4 separate regions of the Mus musculus genome follow, and regions 1, 2 and 4 are each linked to region 3. The links are chromatin contacts, called in public Hi-C and promoter capture Hi-C maps. All regions are on one chromosome and are shown on one strand. The core of a region is the stretch at or near the end of the contact, and the rest is flanking DNA. Distances in the headings are between cores, read along the strand shown.

Region 1 (3,979 bases), core at 888-3,387, 280 kb before region 3:
CAAAACAAAATAAAACAAAACAAAACCTGGGCTGAAGAGACTGCTTATCAGTTAAAAGCATTTATTGCTCTTTCAGAGGATCCACGTTGTGTTCCCAGCACCCACAAAATCGCTCACAGCCATATGTAACTCAAGCTCTGGGGATCCGATACTTCTTCTGACCTGTGTGGACACCAGGCACACACATACACAATGCAAACAAACACTTATACACATAAAATTAAAAAAAAAAAACAAGTCAAATTAAAAAAGACAAAACCGCTAAATATCCACAAAGACATCTACCTCTGAATGCACAGAAAGCTTTAATCACAACAGTTCTAACTGACAAAATCCAAATGTCCAGCAGCTGGCCCAGGCTTCAGCAAACAATGGGCTCTCTGGCCTGCGGAGCCAGCCAGCTGCCCTGCCAAATCCACCCACTTGACTAATAGTGGACTTCAATGTTTGCCACAAATATCCATGTGGCTCGAAAGCCTCTAACATTTATTACAGAAAAGTCTCTCAACTTGCCAGTGGAAAAAATCAACATATTGTCAAACGCTTGCCATATAAGGAGGTGAGTGTGTGCATCCTGAGTGACTATCACAAGCTGCAGCAGCAGGCTATGTGGGCACATGCCTGTAATCCCAGCACTGGGCTGGAAAGAGAGGCATCCCAAGCCATCAATGGCAACAGACCCTGTCTGTGTGTAGATGTGTGCACATGCATGTGCCTTCACTAGTGTCTTTCCTTAGGAACCACCATCCACCTTGTTTTCTGAGACAGGATCTCTCATTGGGTTGGTTCCCATCAAGTTAAGTTAGTTTGGTGGCCAGCAAGCTCCAGGGATTCCAGTCTCTGCTTTCCAGCACTGAGATGACAAACATACAGCACTAGGCTTTTGGTTTTTTTAAATTCGTATTCTGAGATTGAATTCAGGTCTTTACGCTTACAGTGCAAACATTTTACTAACTAATCCATCTTCCCAGCTCCAGACCCTTTCTAAAAAGTGTAAAACCAGCCAGGCATGGTGGTAAGTGCTACTGGTCCCAGTGGAGGCAGGCAGAGCTACATAGCAAGTTCCAGGGCAGCCAGGACTACATGGAGACCCTCTCTAAAAAAAAAAAAAAAAAAAATTAATTAATTTTTTTAAAATGTAAAAGCCAAGGTCTGGAAGGATGGCTCAGCCATTAAGAGCACTTGCTGGTCATTCGGGGACTGTAGTTTGGTTGCCAGCATCCCCTTTTGGCAGCTCTGGGGCATTTGAGACCTTTGTAGGCACACACACACACACACACACACACACACACACACACACATTCATCATCCACTTAAACAGACATACACACAAACACACTTTTAGAAAAGAGTGAAAGCTAGCCAGCTGCCTGTGGCATATGGTAGTAATCTCAGTGCTTGGGAGGATAAAGCAGGAGGATTGTGGCAAACTGGAGGTCAGTCAGGGCTATGTCGTGAATTCTAGGCCACAGTGAGACAGTTAAAAAAGGAAAAACCAAGAGGGGCGTGGTGGCACACGCCTGTAAGTCCTGCTTCGCAGAGGCTGGCTTATCTCTGCGAGTTCAACGCCAGTCTGGTCTACAGTAGAGTTTTAGGGCAGTCAAGGTTACAGAATAAAACCCTGCCTATAAACAAAACAAATGCAATTCAAGGTTTTGCAAAACTGCGCAAGTGAGAGAGGGCCTGGTGGGTGGAGTCCCCAGGAGAAAAGGCTCTGGCTTCCAGCCCGCAGGGCAGGGCAGGGCAGGGCGTCGGAGGTTTCCTGCAAACGCTACGCGGGGACAACTGAGAAGAGGATGTGTTTGGGAGCCCACTGCTCCTTCAGCAGGAGTCGGATCTTCTGGGCCCACTGAAGCCCTGCCTGGAACTCAGCGCGCGCGTGCGCCTCTGCACAGAATCCTAATTCTAACGCCACCGGAGAGGAGCAGCCTCCCTAGGTGCGGCCCCTCAAGTCCCAGCGCGCCCGCTCCGCCCACTGACGCCACACGTCCCGCCCTTTCCCCGCCCCCCGCAGGGCCGTGGCGGGTCAGCGGCCTCCCCATTGGCCTGGAGCTTCAGCAGGCGCGCTTGGGATTGACGGACGTTCGCGTCGCTCCCGCCTCCGATCCCGGCGCGGCGCGCGATTGGCTGTAGATGTGGGGAGTCTTCGGTCCCGGGCCTGGGCGGTGCGGACGAGGCCTGAGGCGGCGGCGCGAGGCAGGTGAGCTGCGGCCAGCGGGCTGTAGGGGACGAGTAGGCGGGTGGGCGCTGCGGACTCCTCTCGGGTACTAGGGACTGTCTCAGGGCGGGCCGGGATGTAGGTTGCAGGGATGGCCCCAAGTGGGAACCGCCAACTGGCCACGACGCGCGTGACGCCCTTCGCGTTGCCAGGCCGCGCGCGCCCCGGCGCCCTGAGTCCAGTTGTCTCGTGTGCCCGGGCACTCTGGTTCCCCTTCGCCCCGGACCCCTGCGTGTTGGGTTCCGGGGTCTCCTGCCACCCGTCGAGGCGCACCCACGCAGGCGCCATCCCCGGGGCGCTCCCTTCTGGGGCACAGGTGTTGTAGGTGCGGCGATGGGCGCGGGCCCGGTAGCGAGTCCCTGGCCTGCACACCCTGCCACCAGCTTGTTATCCCGTGTTAGTTGCCTTCGCCCCCAGCCCGGCACGCAGGACGGTACCAAAGCTGGCCCGCTGGAGCTTTTTTGGATGCAGCCGGGGGGACCCGATGCAGTCAGCCCGGCGAACTTTGGTGCTCCCCGCTGTGTAGAGTGAAGTGTAGTCCTGCGGTGTGCGCTTCGCGCCTCCTGGACCAAATACTAATTAGATTTTACCATTCCGTCCATTGCACCGGTGTCGAATTTTAACCTGACTGTTCATACATTTTAGATCTCTCCTAAGGTCTTTTCTTTTTTCTTTCTGCGTCCCAACCTCATGTTCCTTTTCGGTCCTTTGTTTGTGTCAGGAGACAGGGTCTCATTTACGTACTTCTGACTGTCTCGGCTGTGTAGACCAGGCTGGTCTCACAAAGATCCAGACTGTGTCTGCTTCCTAAGTGCTGGGGTAAAAGGGATGTGTGCAACTAAGCTGGCATCTTGAAACAGGTCCTCAGATAGCCCAGGCCCGCCTAGAATTGACTATATAGTAGAAGATGATCTTGAGTTCCTAACCCTCTTGCTTCCACGTACCTAGGATTAGATCACAGGTGTGCACAGCCCTGTGGGTCCAGCCCTGGGTATGTTCTTGAGCAGAGTTGCAGTAATTTCTGGTTCTTCTCTCTTTTGGTTTCCTCGGCCAGGCCAGTCTTGAACTCTTTGCTTTTTCGAGACAGGGTTTCTCTATACAGCTCTGGTGATCCTGGAACACCCAGAGATCCACCTGCCTCTGAACCCAAGTGCTGGGATTGAAGGCGTGTGCCACCACTGCCCGGCTCAGGCCGGCACTTTTATAGCGTGCAGGCTGTGGAGAACTCTACCCAGGCTGTGGGGACTGGGCATGAGTCTATGCTCTAGTCACCAGAGGGTCTGATAGGATCGTCTGCCCTACCTTTTTGGTCGTTAGGTTTTTGTTGGGGGTAGGTCTTTGGTAGCTCCAGCAGGCTCTTAGTTGCAATCTGGGTGCTGTGCTTCCAGCTCCCCAGTGCTGGGGTCACAGGTGTGTGGTCCCATGTCCTCACTGGAGAGTTGGGCCAGAGATTTGGAGAGGTACTTTTTATTTCCCGAAGGTTGGCGGCCTCAGTTTATTTATTTACCCTTTGTTTTTCCTGGGAGAGAGCAGAAAGGGGATGAATGTGAAAGCCAGCTGCTGTGTGTGCTTGCGTGCGTGCATGCGTGGGTGGGTGGGTGACTCCCCTTTTAACTGTATACAGCGTTATGCAACTATCACCATTATCTAGTTCCACGGCTTTTCACCACCTTAAAGGTAAAGCCAGAGCCCACCCGCTTTCCTCCTCCCTGTCCGTTAGCTTCTGCTTACAGCCTGTGTGTGCGCCTGTTCTAGTTAACT
Region 2 (3,903 bases), core at 1,018-3,517, 270 kb after region 3:
CTAGGAACAGGGGGCTCACTCACCCTCAACAGCCCGGCCCCGGGACAGCCTCTTCATGTGAGGAGCCACGTCGGCTACAGTCAGTGGGGTGGAGAGGGAGACACTGACCAGGGGTAGGGAGCCGGCCGAACGCTCATCTGTGAAAGGTTAGTCAGGGTCAGGTGATGGCTGAACACTGAGGGCCCAGCCAGACCTGCAGACTCTATGGAAAGACCATGCCCATCCCAGAGGCACACTGGCCACTATCCAGGGTGCCACACTATGCTTAGTCTATGTGGTGGTCAGGACTGGAGGGTGGCAGTCAGGATGCGGGCCAGTTTAGGAGTGCATTCCCTCGCCTCTGCCCACAAGGTGCCACTCCACATGGGAGGCTTGTGTCTGTGCAGCATGTCCACTATGAAGGACCTTCTATGTGCCTTCAGGCAGCCCGAGACTACAGTCAATCTGGCCAACAGAGGCAGCAAAGGGTAGCGTCCCACCTGTGGAGCATGAGCCACCATCAGGCAAGTGAGGTAGGTGTAAGACCTTGACCTAAGGACCAACCTGCCCGGGCAGCACACGGGAAACATCCAGAAAGGTAATGTCTGAAGCAGAACCAAGCATTTCCATGAGGCGGCTCTGTTCAGTCAGCTTGGTCATGGCACCGTGCGCGTACACGCACGTGCGCATACACACACACACACACACAGAGGACAGATGAAGCTTCAGGGCTCAGCCACACCCACCAGGACCCTCCCTACAACCCCCCCCAAGAGCTCACCTGTCTGCTTACCTTCGCCTTCCTCATCCAGGCCTTGGTCAGTTCTCCCATCCCGGCTGGGCAGGCTGAGCCCTGCCAGTAAAGACTTCAACATCACCAGGTCACTGTTGTCAAAGGACAGGTCACTGTGGAGGAAGCACGGGTTCACTTCAGAGGAGGGCAGGCGGGGAAGAGTGCCAGGCAAGGAGAAGCAGCAGGGCAGGAAGGAGGGCCTGGGGTTAGGCAAGTGCAAAGAGAAATGGTAGGGAGGAGGGGTGAGTGAGGAGGAGTGAATAGGGAGGAGGGGTGAATGGGGAGGAGGGGTGAGTGAGGAGTGAATAGGGAGGAGGGGTGAGTGAGGAGTGAATGGGGAGGAGGGGTGAGTGAGGAGTGAATAGGGAGGGGTGAGGAGGAGTGAATGGGGAGGAGGGGTGAGTGAGGAGGAGTGAATAGGGAGGAGGGGTGAGGAGGAGTGAATGGGGAAGAGAGGTGAGTGAGGAGGAGTGAATGGGGAGGAGGGGTAAGGAGGAGCAAGTGGGGATGAAGCTGAAGGCTGCAATTCAGACCAGAACATTCACTGTCTGGACTGCCCCTCCTGGCTCCAGTGTGGGGCCACTGGCCAGCCTGGGCAGGTGTGGGGACTCACTGGAGGGGCTCTGCGTGCTTCTGCAGGAAGGCCACGGCTGCTGGTGCGCTGCAGCCCACGTACTTGTGGATGAACTGAACGAACTTGCTAATGAAGGGAGCCAGGTGGCGGGAGGACTTCCGGTAGTTCTGTAGAGAAGGCAGAACCACCAGAGGCTTCCTCAGACCCTCTACACCATACATGACCCCCATGACAGCCATGAGCACAGAGCTAGCCTGACTGGGGCCTGATGTTTTGTTTTTTATTGAACGAATGTTTTGCCTGAATGTATGTCTGTATGTCTGTGCACTACATGGGTGTCTGGTGTCCTGGAACTAGAGTTTCTCATGCTTGTGAGCCACCATGTGGGTGGTGGGACCCAAACCAGGGTCTTCCTTTGCGAGAGCAGCTAACGCTCTCTAATCTCTAAGCCCTCCTTCCAGCCCCTGAGTCAGACCCTGATATTGCCTCAATATTATAGCCAAGGCTGGTGCAGAACTTACAATTCTCCTGCCTCAGCTACCCTCGTGCTGATTGCAGGTGTGCTACTCTGACACCTGGCTGGCCTGGCTTTTGTTTTCATAATATTATGTATATACTAGGCATATGACACCAACAAATAGCACCCATGGGACTTGAATGTGGATTCCCCAGGCAGGGGATACTGGGGCTTAGGAGCCTCAGTGAAGAGCTGGTCTTCAGACAGTGGAGACAGAAGCCACTGGGCAGTGGCCTGGCTTTGGCCCTGGCTCCAGGCTGTCCTGTAGGAGCAGAAGGGAGTCAGGCAAGGACAGGAGGGGCCATGGGAGGATGTACGGCTGAGGAATGTGGGGGACAGTCTGCCTGGCACCCACCAGGAGCAGGCGGATAAAGGATCGCAGGCAGTCCCAAAGCGCCCCCTGGTGTTCGCTCTGGAACACACGCGGCTGCAGCAGCTCCAGGATGCCCAGCACATGCAGGAAGAAGGCCAGGTGGTTCTGCTGCCGGAACTCCTGGAAGTTCAGATGAGTGCGGCCGTGCAGGAGGGCTGCGATCATGGGCAGGTGCCTGGGCAGAGCAGAAGAATGTCCCTGGTTACACCTTCCCCCGAGTCACCCAGCACCACAGGCTGTGACAGCACGCACCTCAGCAGCAGGACGGGGTGGGCCACAGCCAGCTTCCGGCAGGCCATGTTGGCGTCAGCCACTCTGCTCTCAGAAGACCGGGAGTCGCTGGTGTCTGCCAGGAGCGTGATGAAGCGATGGACGAGGCCGTCCAGCTAGGGGGAGGGGAGACTACTTGCCTATACACCGTCTGAACTCCCCCTACCCCCTCATGGCCCAGGACATCACGCAGCAGCAGACACACGCTCAGCACGGACACTCTAGCGATCACACCAAAGGCAGGAGCTCATGTGGCCCCTCACACAAAACTCCAGAGGACGCAAGCTGGTCTGCCCTGCTGAGGCACAGTGGAGCTGGCCAGAATGGGTAGGAGGTGGAGACCTCTGGGGTACTCTGGGGTGACAGTGCACGACCCTCGTGATGGAGGCCATGGCCCCATATTGTCCACATGACACACATGTGCTGACTCCTGTCTGCCCACAACCTGGGTACAGAAAGGGGAAGGGGCATCCCTCTGCCCCAAGCTGCATCCAGAGGAAGAGCCTAGCACAGTAAGGTCTAGCTCTGGTGAGGTGAGCTAAGGTGAGACTGATGGCACCCCCACTCCAGGCTCTATGGGGACTATGCCCCTCACCTTGTGGTGAGGTTGATGGTGCAGCCCCCCCCCCGCACCCCATCCTCCAGCCCCCACCCCCTGCTCTGTGGAGACTGTGTCCCTCACCTTGCAGATGCTGCTGCTGGTGGCACCTTCACTTTGCAGCAGGACCTCGGGCACTGGCACCCGGACCTCTGGCCGCTGCAGGTACAGTTGCAACAGCAAGTCTCGGCAGCGCTGGCCCAGCACACTGGAAAGAGCAGAGGGGAGAGGGACTGGGTCACTGGGATGGTGTGGCCAGGGGAGGGACATGTACTGAAGGAGCCACTCCCAGGTGACACAGCAGCCATCTATGGCAAGGGGACACAGTGGGGACTCAGGTACCTGTCCCCCCATTGCTGGATGCAGCTGGTCAGGTGCTCGGTCACTTTTCCAATGCTCTCATCATTGCTACGGCAGCAGCTAAGCAGCAGGGGCAGCCGGGTCTGGATAAGGGTGCGTGCAGCACTGTCCCCATCCTGGCTCCTGGTCTCTGCCTCGGACAGGATAAGCTCCACCAGGCTGAGCAGCTCTGGGCCCTGCACGTGGAGCACCAACTCCTCCCGCCGCTTCTGCAATCAGGAGGCTGCAGGTCAGCCCCAGGATGTGTGTGCAGCCACCACCCATGGGTTGGGCTAACCTCTTGAGACCTGCCTGTGGAGTGCGCTGGTCCCGGCCCTGCCAGATCCGGGGGACATGGATACAGGCCCAGAGGAAGTCCAGGGATGCTGAAGGGTCGAGCCTGGGAGGAGCAAGCAATGCCAGGGTAAAGTTCCTAAAAAAGGGACCTCAGTAGAGGGCC
Region 3 (4,218 bases), core at 770-3,269:
CATCCAAGCTGCCTTTGTTATCTGCAAAGCCCTGGTGGCTATTGCGTGGCCTTAAGGGGTCATTAACTTGCAATTCTGAGCAGACCCTGTGTTCCTGCACCAGAGTTTTCATGCTGAGAAGCTAAACCAGGACAGAGGCCAACTAGCGAGAGAGTGCACCAGCCAGGTGTCCTCCGCAGAGCAGCCAATGTAATGCTGTTTCCCTAGCAAGAGCCCCCAAAAGTTCTTACCTAGCTGTTTGCAAGTTGGTTCTGAACAGTGCTTCCCCAAGTCAGGAAACTCCATTATAAATGCTGTCCAAAAACACAGATGTATTTAAGTATCACCTGTGGGAATTAGAAGAGAATGAGGTTCTGAGTTGGACCCCAGGGCCTGTCACCTGCAGCCAAAGAGCACAGAGAAGCTATTTGTGAGAAGCACGGGAAACCCAAACCATCCTGGGGCCATGGGAAAGACTGCCATCTCATAAATTCTCAGCAAAGAGCAAAGTGGTCGTTTCATCATAAATACCAAGCCTTGGGTTAATAAGAGAATGCTCTGCGTAGCATGTGGGAGGGGGAAGTTCTAGGTTCAATCCCCAGCTCTGGCAAAAACAAAACAAATGTGGTGAGAGAAAGAAAGGCTTCCCGTATGGAGTCCATAGCTGCCACTGAAAATTATGGTCTCCTTGGAACTCAAGCTGCAGTCTCAACTCCTCAATACACTTGTTGACATCAACAAGATTCGGTGCCAGGTGCTAAGTGGCATCAGTTGACTATGCTCCCCAGAGTAGGCTGTCCCTTGCCTCTCCCTCCCTCATGCCTTCAGTTTTACTTTGTGCACACGCCATAATGACATCAGGCCAGGGCCGATCAAGGCAAGCGGCACTTTAATTAACCACAAGAAACAGACAAGCAGAGAGGCTGGCATCCCGGAGACCAGGCTTGAAGCAAAGTCTCCTCCAAGTCCTGTCACCTATCAAATGACTCGAAACTCTTGCACTTTCCACAGGTCAAGTCCCCAAAGAGCTTTTCACATCTTTCTATTACTTTCTCTGCTGGGAACTTCTTATCTACTCCTTGTTGAGAACTCTCAGGCTTCAGAAGACATCTATTTGACTTGTCAAGGACCAGTCTACAGTGTCACTTCCTCAAACGTCACCTCTAACACCTCTAAGCCAATTCACTTCCCACCCTTCCCCCTTCCTTTCCTACTGCATTTAGTGGTTAGGGTGGATCTCATTCCTGTCGGGGAGGAAACCTTTTAAGTCGTGCACAACAGAATCCGCATTATGAAATGTTTTTGTTCAAAGCAAGCAGCACGTGACGTATTACCAAATGACCACCGACTGTTTCTTTTCTCCCCCCCCCCTTTTTTAAACAGGGGGCCGGGGGCCTAGGACAGACGCTATTTTGTAGTGCTGGCTGTCCCTTAACCCGTTTTGTAGATCACTTTGGCTATCAACTCGGAGATCCGCCTGTCTCTGCCTCTGGAGTGCAGGGATTAAAGGCACGAGCCACCATGCCCTGCTAGTAGACTGTTTCATGAAAGTGTGTCTCACTACTTAGCTCAGGTTAGCCTGGAGCTTGTGATCTAATAACTCAACTCCCCAGCGCTGAGACTACAGGCCTGCAACAACCACTATGCCTGGCTGCCGCGACAATGGCTCAGGGCAGTTGACCTGGGGATGTGAGATGTCACTGTGCTGAGACAGTAACTCCTTGATGGCCAGGCCACGAGAAATCACAGCGCGGAGACGCCAGCCCCTAGTTCACCAGCTCCCCGGGCCCCAGCGGCCCGCAACCACACCGGTACCTGGCACTCACGGGTAGTCAGAGGCGGAGACAGACAAGCGGTGCCCTTTGTGGTTATCCCGGTGACACCGCAGTAGAAACTGCAGCTCCAATCGCCGCGAAGCGCCCGACTTCTCTCAAGGCCGGAAAGCGTAGCATTGCCCCTGCAGCAGCCTGGGCCATTTATCCCCAGCCGACAGATCCAGAGTCATACATCCTGGGCGTTCCCGGCGCGCTCTGATGACGCCACACCAACACCAACCAATCCCCTAACATCTAGAGTCGGCCCGCCAGCGCGCCCAAAATGTCATCGAAGGCCAGCCAATTCCTTCGTGTTATGACCCCCAGAGGGCTGGGCGCCGTGATGACGTCACTTACATGTCACCAATCCAGCAGTTCTACGGCCTTTTCGTCCCTCCCTATCCCCCCGCCTATTTTCTAGAACAGTCAGGCAACATCTCTAGCTTAGGCTGAGTCGTGGTGAGGCAGCTCTGGGTGAGGTGACAGGCTTGCCTGTACCTGAGAGCCTGAGACAGGACCCGGCCGGACGTGAGAATCCTGTGTCTCAGTAGGAGTTCCCTGAGGGCTGGGATCGCGGTATGCACAGATTGATGGCCCATTTGTGAAGCTGTAAGGATCCCAGGACTCGGGGAGGCAGAACGCCAGGGACAGGTCATCTGAACAAACATGCCTTGGAAAAGTGAGGTCCAGTCTACAGAAGAATTACAAGATGATACCCAAAATGCCTGTATCTCTGTTACCAGAGTTGCTGGAGCACGGACTATGCATGTGATTTAAGAAAGATGTTCAGGGCTGGTGAGATGGCTCGGTGGGTAAGAGCACCCGACTGCTCTTCCGAAGGTCAGGAGTTCAAATCCCAGCAACCACATGGTGGCTCACAACCATCCGTAATGAGATCTGACTCCGTCTTCTGGAGTGTCTGAGGACAGCTACAGTGTACTTTAAATAAATAAATAAATAAATAAATCTTAAAAAAAAAAAAAGAAAAAAAAGAAGAAGAAGAAAGAAAGAAAGAAAGATGTTCAAGCCGGGCGGTGGTGGCGCATGCCTTTAATCCCAGCACTCGGGAGGCAGAGGCAGGCGGATTTCTGAGTTTGAGGCCAGCCTGGTCTACAAAGTGAGTTCCAGGACAGCCAGGGCTACACAGAGAAACCCTGTCTCGAAAAAAACCAAAAAAAAAAAAAAAAAAGAAAGAAAGATGTTCAAGTGTTGCTGACCCAAGCTCGAGAATACCAAAGATCTGTGGGCTAGGCTAATAGACCCAGAATACTACTGCTCTGTCCTGATTATTTATGTTTTTAATTAATTATTTATTTATTTCTCAATCTGACATAAACTGAGAAGAGGAGACCACAGTTCAGGAAATAACCTCTATAAGATTGGCCTAGGAAGTACTTTTAAGTTAGTCATTAATATGGAAGGGCTGAGCTCCTTGCGAGTAGTACCACCCCTAGGCTGATTATCCTAGGTGCTATAAGAAAGTAAAAATCAGGCCAGTTGGATGTGTACACCTATAATCGCAGCATGTGGGAAGCAGAGGCAGGTGGCTCTCCTAGTTCTTGTCCAGCTTGGCCAACATTACTTTTTGCTTTGTTTTTTAAAAAAGATTTATTTACATGAGTACACTGTAGTTGTCTTCAGATACATATCAGAGGAGTGCATCGGATCCCACTACAGATGGCTGTGAGCCACCATGCAGTTGCTGGGAATTGAACTCAGGACCTCTGGAAGAATAGTCAGTGCCGGCCGGGCGTGGTAGCGCACGCCTTTAATACCAGCACTCGGGAGGCAGAGGCAGGCGGATTACTGAGTTCGAGGCTAGCCTGGTCTACAAAGTGAGCTCCAGGACAGCCAGGGCTATACAGAGACCCTGTCTCAAAAGAACCAAAAGAAAAAATAATAATAATAGTCAGTGCTCTTAACCCCTGAGCCATCTCTCCAGCCCCCTAGCCAACATTACATAGCAAGTTCCAGGACATCCAGGGCTACGTAGAAAGACCATCTCAAAAAAAAAAAGGAGGAGGAGGAGGAGCAAGCTAGTATGTAGTGGTCCTCCACAGCTTCTGCTTCAGTTACTGCCTCCAGATTCTTTCCCTGTTTGAGTTCCTTCTGTGACTGCCTCAATGATAGACTGTTCCCTGAAGTGTAAGAGTTGCTTTTGGTCATGGTTGGCCAAAGACAGCCCCCCACCCCCAGAACCATTTGACAAAACCAGAGTTGGAATTTGAGAGTCTTTATTAAGCTGGCCAGTGACTGCCTGAAGAGAAAGAGTTCTTACAGAGCAGCCCCAGTTGCTCTCTTCAGGAAGCTTAAAGGTAAAAACAATATGTGGTTGGAACTTGCAGAGGTAAGAAGAGCAAGCAAGCAGTTTAGCAGAAGCAAAAAAGCAGCAGTTAGCCAGGGTATCTTGACCTCATGTCCCCAA
Region 4 (4,106 bases), core at 129-2,628, 310 kb before region 3:
TGCTCTTCTGAAGGTCCTGAGTTCAATTCCCAGCAACCACATGGTGGCTCACAACCATCTGTAATGGGGTCTGACACCTTCTGGGGTATCTTTCAAAAAAAAATAATTTAGAATAATTTAGAAGTTGTAAAGAGAAGCTGGATTTGTGTCTTGGTCACATAGGGAGGGCGATGCTGGAGTTTGTTAGTGTCCTCAGCAGTTGGGAGAGCAGCATGTCAGGAAGGCGAGCCATGGCCTGTGGCTTGCAGGGCTCCTACCCCAGCAGTGAGGCCTGGGAAGCCATCGGTGGCCTGCTGCAGCCCCTGTTCTCTTTCCTAGGCCCGGCTGTGGGAGAAGCGCTGCAGCATGTGATCCCCACCCTCAGGGCCTGTCTCCAGCCCTCCACAGACCCACACATGCGCCTGAAGCTCTTCTCTATCCTGTCCATGATGCTGCTGAGGCCTAAGGACACTGTCGATTCTCAGGGGTAGGTCGACCCTCAGGTCTGTGTACAGCCCACGTATGTGTTGGATGGGTCTTCCCACGACCCCCTGGGCAGGGCCCCCAAGGTCTAAAGTCCGGGCTTCTTGGTGGTCTGTATCTCTAGAATCCACCCCACTAGGTAAACAGTGATCTTGGTGAGTATACCACAGAGACACAGACAGTAAATCAAAGTCACTTTAGAGGAGTCATTAAAATTCCATCGAGTGAGAAAGTTTTAGGGCGCATTAACTATTAATGGCTTCTGTTTCGGCTGTTCTGTTTTAAAAGGCTTTTGGCACCTTTCAGACCTAACAGACCTGACTAAATTAGCATTGATGGTGAAGGCTTAAGGGTAGTCTGTTATCTCAGAAAAGCTCAGGGGCAGCTCTGCAACCTAAGAGCCTCAGATTTTATGGCTTTGAAGTAAAGGGAAAGTGGAACAAAGAGCTTAGGAAAGAACAGGCTCTCAGGGGAGGAGGGAAGCAAGCCAAGACACACACACACACACACACACACACACACAGCAGCTCATCCTGGAGAGGAGGGTAGAGCGAGGACACACACACACACACACACACACAGCAGCTCATCCTGGAGAGGAGGGTAGAGCGAGGAGACACGCACACACACACACACACACACACACACACACACACACACACCCCTCCCTCTCCTTGGTTCATTGAACAGACTAAGATTCAAATCACTCTGGGACCTTCCAATCCTGACCCTTGGCATCCTGGGTCTTGCAGATGGAGACCTGAGAACTTAAGCCCTGTGCGAGCTCCTGGGATGCCACCTCCCCCCACCTCACCCCATCCCCCACCCCCAAAATCAAAAAACCTGTCACTGTGAAGTGTGGTAAGCAAACTATAAAGTTCCCTATGAGTTTCTCATTCTAACCTTTCTCCTTCGAGTGCACTCTTAATGTGGGGCTGACTGCCAGCCTCTCACACGCTGCAGGAAATTCTGTTTCCTGCGATCTAAAAAACCTCAGGGCTGAAAAGGGACCATAAAAAGGTATTAATGAGCGTCTTGGCAACAGGCCTTCGGGCAGGCGTGTACACAGGAGTGGAGTGAGAGAATGGCTGAGCTGCCACCAGACTGTAGCCTTTTCTACACACCCAGTATGCTGAGGAACACTGCCACCCCTGACCCACAAACACAGCTGCCAGGTTTGGGCCAGGTTCCCAGTGACACACTTCAGACCTCTCCAGGGATCAGGTCAGTCTAGAGAATCCAATTATGCAGATGACTTACTGAGTGAGAGATTGCTACTGTTTGGGTAGGGACAGTTTGAAAATAGCATTGTCTTAGTGTTCTATTGCCATGACGGAACACCATAATCAAAAGAGATTTAAGGAGTTTATTTCACTTGTACACGGTCCACTGAGAGAAGTCAGGACAGAAAGCTGGAGCTAATGTAGATGCCACTGAAGAGGGCTGCCTACTAACTACTTATTGGCTTGCTCTGCCTGCTGTTTTATAGCACAGGAGCCCTGTGGTAGCACCACCCACAATGGGCAGGTTCCTCCCATCTCAACCACTAATTAAGAAAATGCCCTGCAGGCTTGCCTACAGCTAGATCTTAGAGAGGCAGTTTTTCAGTCGTGGTCCCCTTAGAATTAGTCTCTCAGCTGAGTCTAGTTTGTGTCAAGTTAACATAAAACTAGTCAGTACAAAATATTATTTGGTTTTGATTTATAATCACAGAATGGTAGAATGAAAGGTTGGTTGTCCAGTCAAGACTCAGTCTAAGGATGTCATCTCTGGCAGGGAGTCAGGATTCTTAGAGAAGGCTCTCTCAGCAAGCCAGAGTGGTAGCACCACCACATCCACCTACCACACAACCGGAGACTCCCACTCCCCACCCCTTCCTTGCACTCTTGCCTGAGCTATGGAGATGCCTGTGAGAGAGTTGGAGGGGACTACAGAAAGCTCTACCGAAGCCACTGCCTTTGCAGGGGGCCTTTGCTTCAGTGCTTGTGGTAGCCTTGAAGTAAAATTTGGTGTAAATTCTGGACTGGAGCCCAGTGAGTAAAGGCATTTGCTTCCAGACCTGACTACCTGAGTTCAGGCCTCAGGGCCCACATGGTAGAAGGAAACCAACTCCTGCAAGTTGTCCTCTGACTTCCGTGTGTGCACTGTGGACGTGTAGTACACGAGTGCAATAGATAAATGAAATGTAATGCAAAGTTAAGAAACAAGATCGGGGCCTACGGCCTAGGAATGTGGCTTAGCTGGTAGAGTGTTTCTCTAGCTCACAGGAAGCCTTGTATTCCTTCTCCAACACTGCATAAACTCAGAGTGGTGGTGTACGCCTGCAATCCCAGCACTCAGAGTGGTGGTGTACGCCTGCAATCCCAGCACTCAGAGAGGTGGTGTACGCCTGCAACCCCAGCACTCAGAGAGGTGGTGTACGCCTGCAATCCCAGCACTCAGAGTGGTGGTGTACGCCTGCAATCCCAGCACTCAGAGAGGTGGTGTACGCCTGCAACCCCAGCACTCAGAGAGGTGGTGTACGCCTGTAATCCCAGCACTGAGTGGTGGTGTACGCCTGCAATCCCAGCACTCAGAGTGGTGGTGTACGCCTGTAATCCCAGCACTCAGGAAGTGGAAGCAGGGGATCAGGTATTCCAGGCTAGCCTAGACTATATAACAAGACCTTGTCTCAAAAACCAAACAGACAGACAAACAGACAAACATGAGCTGGATGTGTGGCTCAGTTGGAAGAAGGCTTGCCCAGCATTCTCCAGCTTTGTACAAAATGGGTGTGGAGGAACATGCCTGTAGTTTCTGCACTCAGGCAGGAGAATAAGACATTTAAGATCATCATCTTCAGCTATATAGGAGATTTGAGTCCAGCCTGGGCTATATGAGATCCCATCTTTTTAAGTTAAAAATGAAAGTAGGTTATAGACCAGCAGTGGTGGGGAGAGAAGTCATGAGCAACTGGCAGACTGTCTGCTCTCTGAAGGGTGAAGCCCTGAGCAGTTTGTTAGAGAGGGCATGACAGACAGTTCCCCTTCAGGTAGCCTCACATTAGCAAGACCTGCTGGACATCTTCTGTATGAGAGTTCTTGTTAATAAAAGAAGATGTTTTGTGTGTGTGCAGGTACCTGAAGAGGCTCTTAGAGGACATTGCATGGCCCTGGAGCTGTAGTCACGGGGTTGTGAACCAAACACGGGTCCTCTAGAAGAGCGAGCTGCAAGTGCTCTTGAGCACCAGGCCGTCTCAGCCCCGTGTTACTTCTTTTTTGGTTTTGTTGGTTTTTTGAGACATGGTTTCTCTGGTAGCCCTGGCTGTCCTGAAACTCACTCTGTAGACAGGCTGGCCTTAAAACTCACAGAGATCCTCCTGCCTCTACCTCTCTAGTGCTGGGATTAAAGATGTGTGCACCACCACACCCAACCCTTATTTCTTGCTTCCTTTGTTTTAATGGCACAGATGGCAGGTTCAATGGGTGGTGACGGAGGTGCCATATGACCCACATAGATTATCATGGTTGGTGCAGCCCTTGAGCACAGAGCCCCCTGAAACCACCTTGTGCAGAGGCACAGGGTCAGGTCCAGTTCCATTCCCAAACTGAAGCATGTCCTTCAGAGTAGTCTGTTTGTCCTTCCTCACTTGCCCTCTTGTTCCA

The links. Promoter capture Hi-C pulls out the DNA fragments that hold promoters and counts their contacts. Hi-C and Micro-C count contacts between places; a contact is called where the count stands out from the background. Capture Hi-C pulls out chosen DNA fragments and counts their contacts.
Region 1: a contact with region 3 is called in a promoter capture Hi-C map of liver. The contact joins the promoter of Sun1 here to the promoter of Zfand2a in region 3. A contact is called at or near these places in 1 of 39 promoter capture datasets (pre-B cells), 6 of 484 Hi-C or Micro-C datasets (CD4 T cells, CD8 T cells, the HL-1 cell line and 3 more), 4 of 115 datasets of contacts at active chromatin or transcription factors (bone marrow-derived macrophages, effector CD8 T cells, memory CD8 T cells and 1 more) and 2 of 9 other capture datasets (adipose tissue and liver).
Region 2: a promoter capture Hi-C map of embryonic stem cells shows a contact between it and region 3, with 2.7 times the contacts expected there. The contact joins the enhancer-like site here to the promoter of Zfand2a in region 3. A contact is called at or near these places in 3 of 39 promoter capture datasets (cranial neural crest, embryonic stem cells and frontonasal cranial neural crest), 2 of 15 datasets of contacts at CTCF or cohesin (both in the NIH/3T3 cell line), 6 of 484 Hi-C or Micro-C datasets (bone marrow-derived macrophages, cortical neurons, embryonic fibroblasts and 2 more), 11 of 115 datasets of contacts at active chromatin or transcription factors (bone marrow-derived macrophages, embryonic forebrain, embryonic hindbrain and 7 more) and 2 of 9 other capture datasets (embryonic stem cells and macrophages).
Region 4: a contact with region 3 is called in a Hi-C map of CD4 T cells, with 4 times the contacts expected there. The contact joins the enhancer-like site here to the promoter of Zfand2a in region 3. A contact is called at or near these places in 1 of 484 Hi-C or Micro-C datasets (CD4 T cells), 2 of 115 datasets of contacts at active chromatin or transcription factors (large pre-B cells and memory CD8 T cells) and 1 of 9 other capture datasets (adipose tissue).

The regions. Positions count from the first base shown.
Region 1 is chr5:139,198,500-139,202,478 of GRCm38.p6, forward strand. It overlaps Sun1 (Sad1 and UNC84 domain containing 1), which reads left to right and starts at 2,138. Exons shown (of 23, transcript NM_024451.2): 1 at 2,138-2,200.
Region 2 is chr5:139,752,689-139,756,591 of GRCm38.p6, forward strand. It overlaps Ints1 (integrator complex subunit 1), which reads right to left. Exons shown (of 47, transcript NM_026748.2): 36 at 3,756-3,843; 37 at 3,447-3,673; 38 at 3,189-3,312; 39 at 2,489-2,622; 40 at 2,219-2,411; 41 at 1,386-1,513; 42 at 773-885; 43 at 24-137. Among named protein-coding and RNA genes, the nearest start is that of Mir7037, 13 kb to the right of the region's middle. Within about 2 kb of position 2,268, at least 9 of the 459 cell types and tissues checked have an H3K27ac peak or open chromatin away from gene starts, as enhancers often do.
Region 3 is chr5:139,482,472-139,486,689 of GRCm38.p6, forward strand. It overlaps Zfand2a (zinc finger, AN1-type domain 2A), which reads right to left and starts at 2,020. Exons shown (of 7, transcript NM_001159908.1): 1 at 1,806-2,020; 2 at 231-326. The coding sequence starts at 285.
Region 4 is chr5:139,173,808-139,177,913 of GRCm38.p6, forward strand. It overlaps Dnaaf5 (dynein, axonemal assembly factor 5), which reads left to right. Exons shown (of 13, transcript NM_001081265.2): 9 at 319-466. Among named protein-coding and RNA genes, the nearest start is that of Sun1, 25 kb to the right of the region's middle. Within about 2 kb of position 1,379, at least 89 of the 459 cell types and tissues checked have an H3K27ac peak or open chromatin away from gene starts, as enhancers often do. A contact at or near this core is called in adipose tissue and memory CD8 T cells, where this site is marked.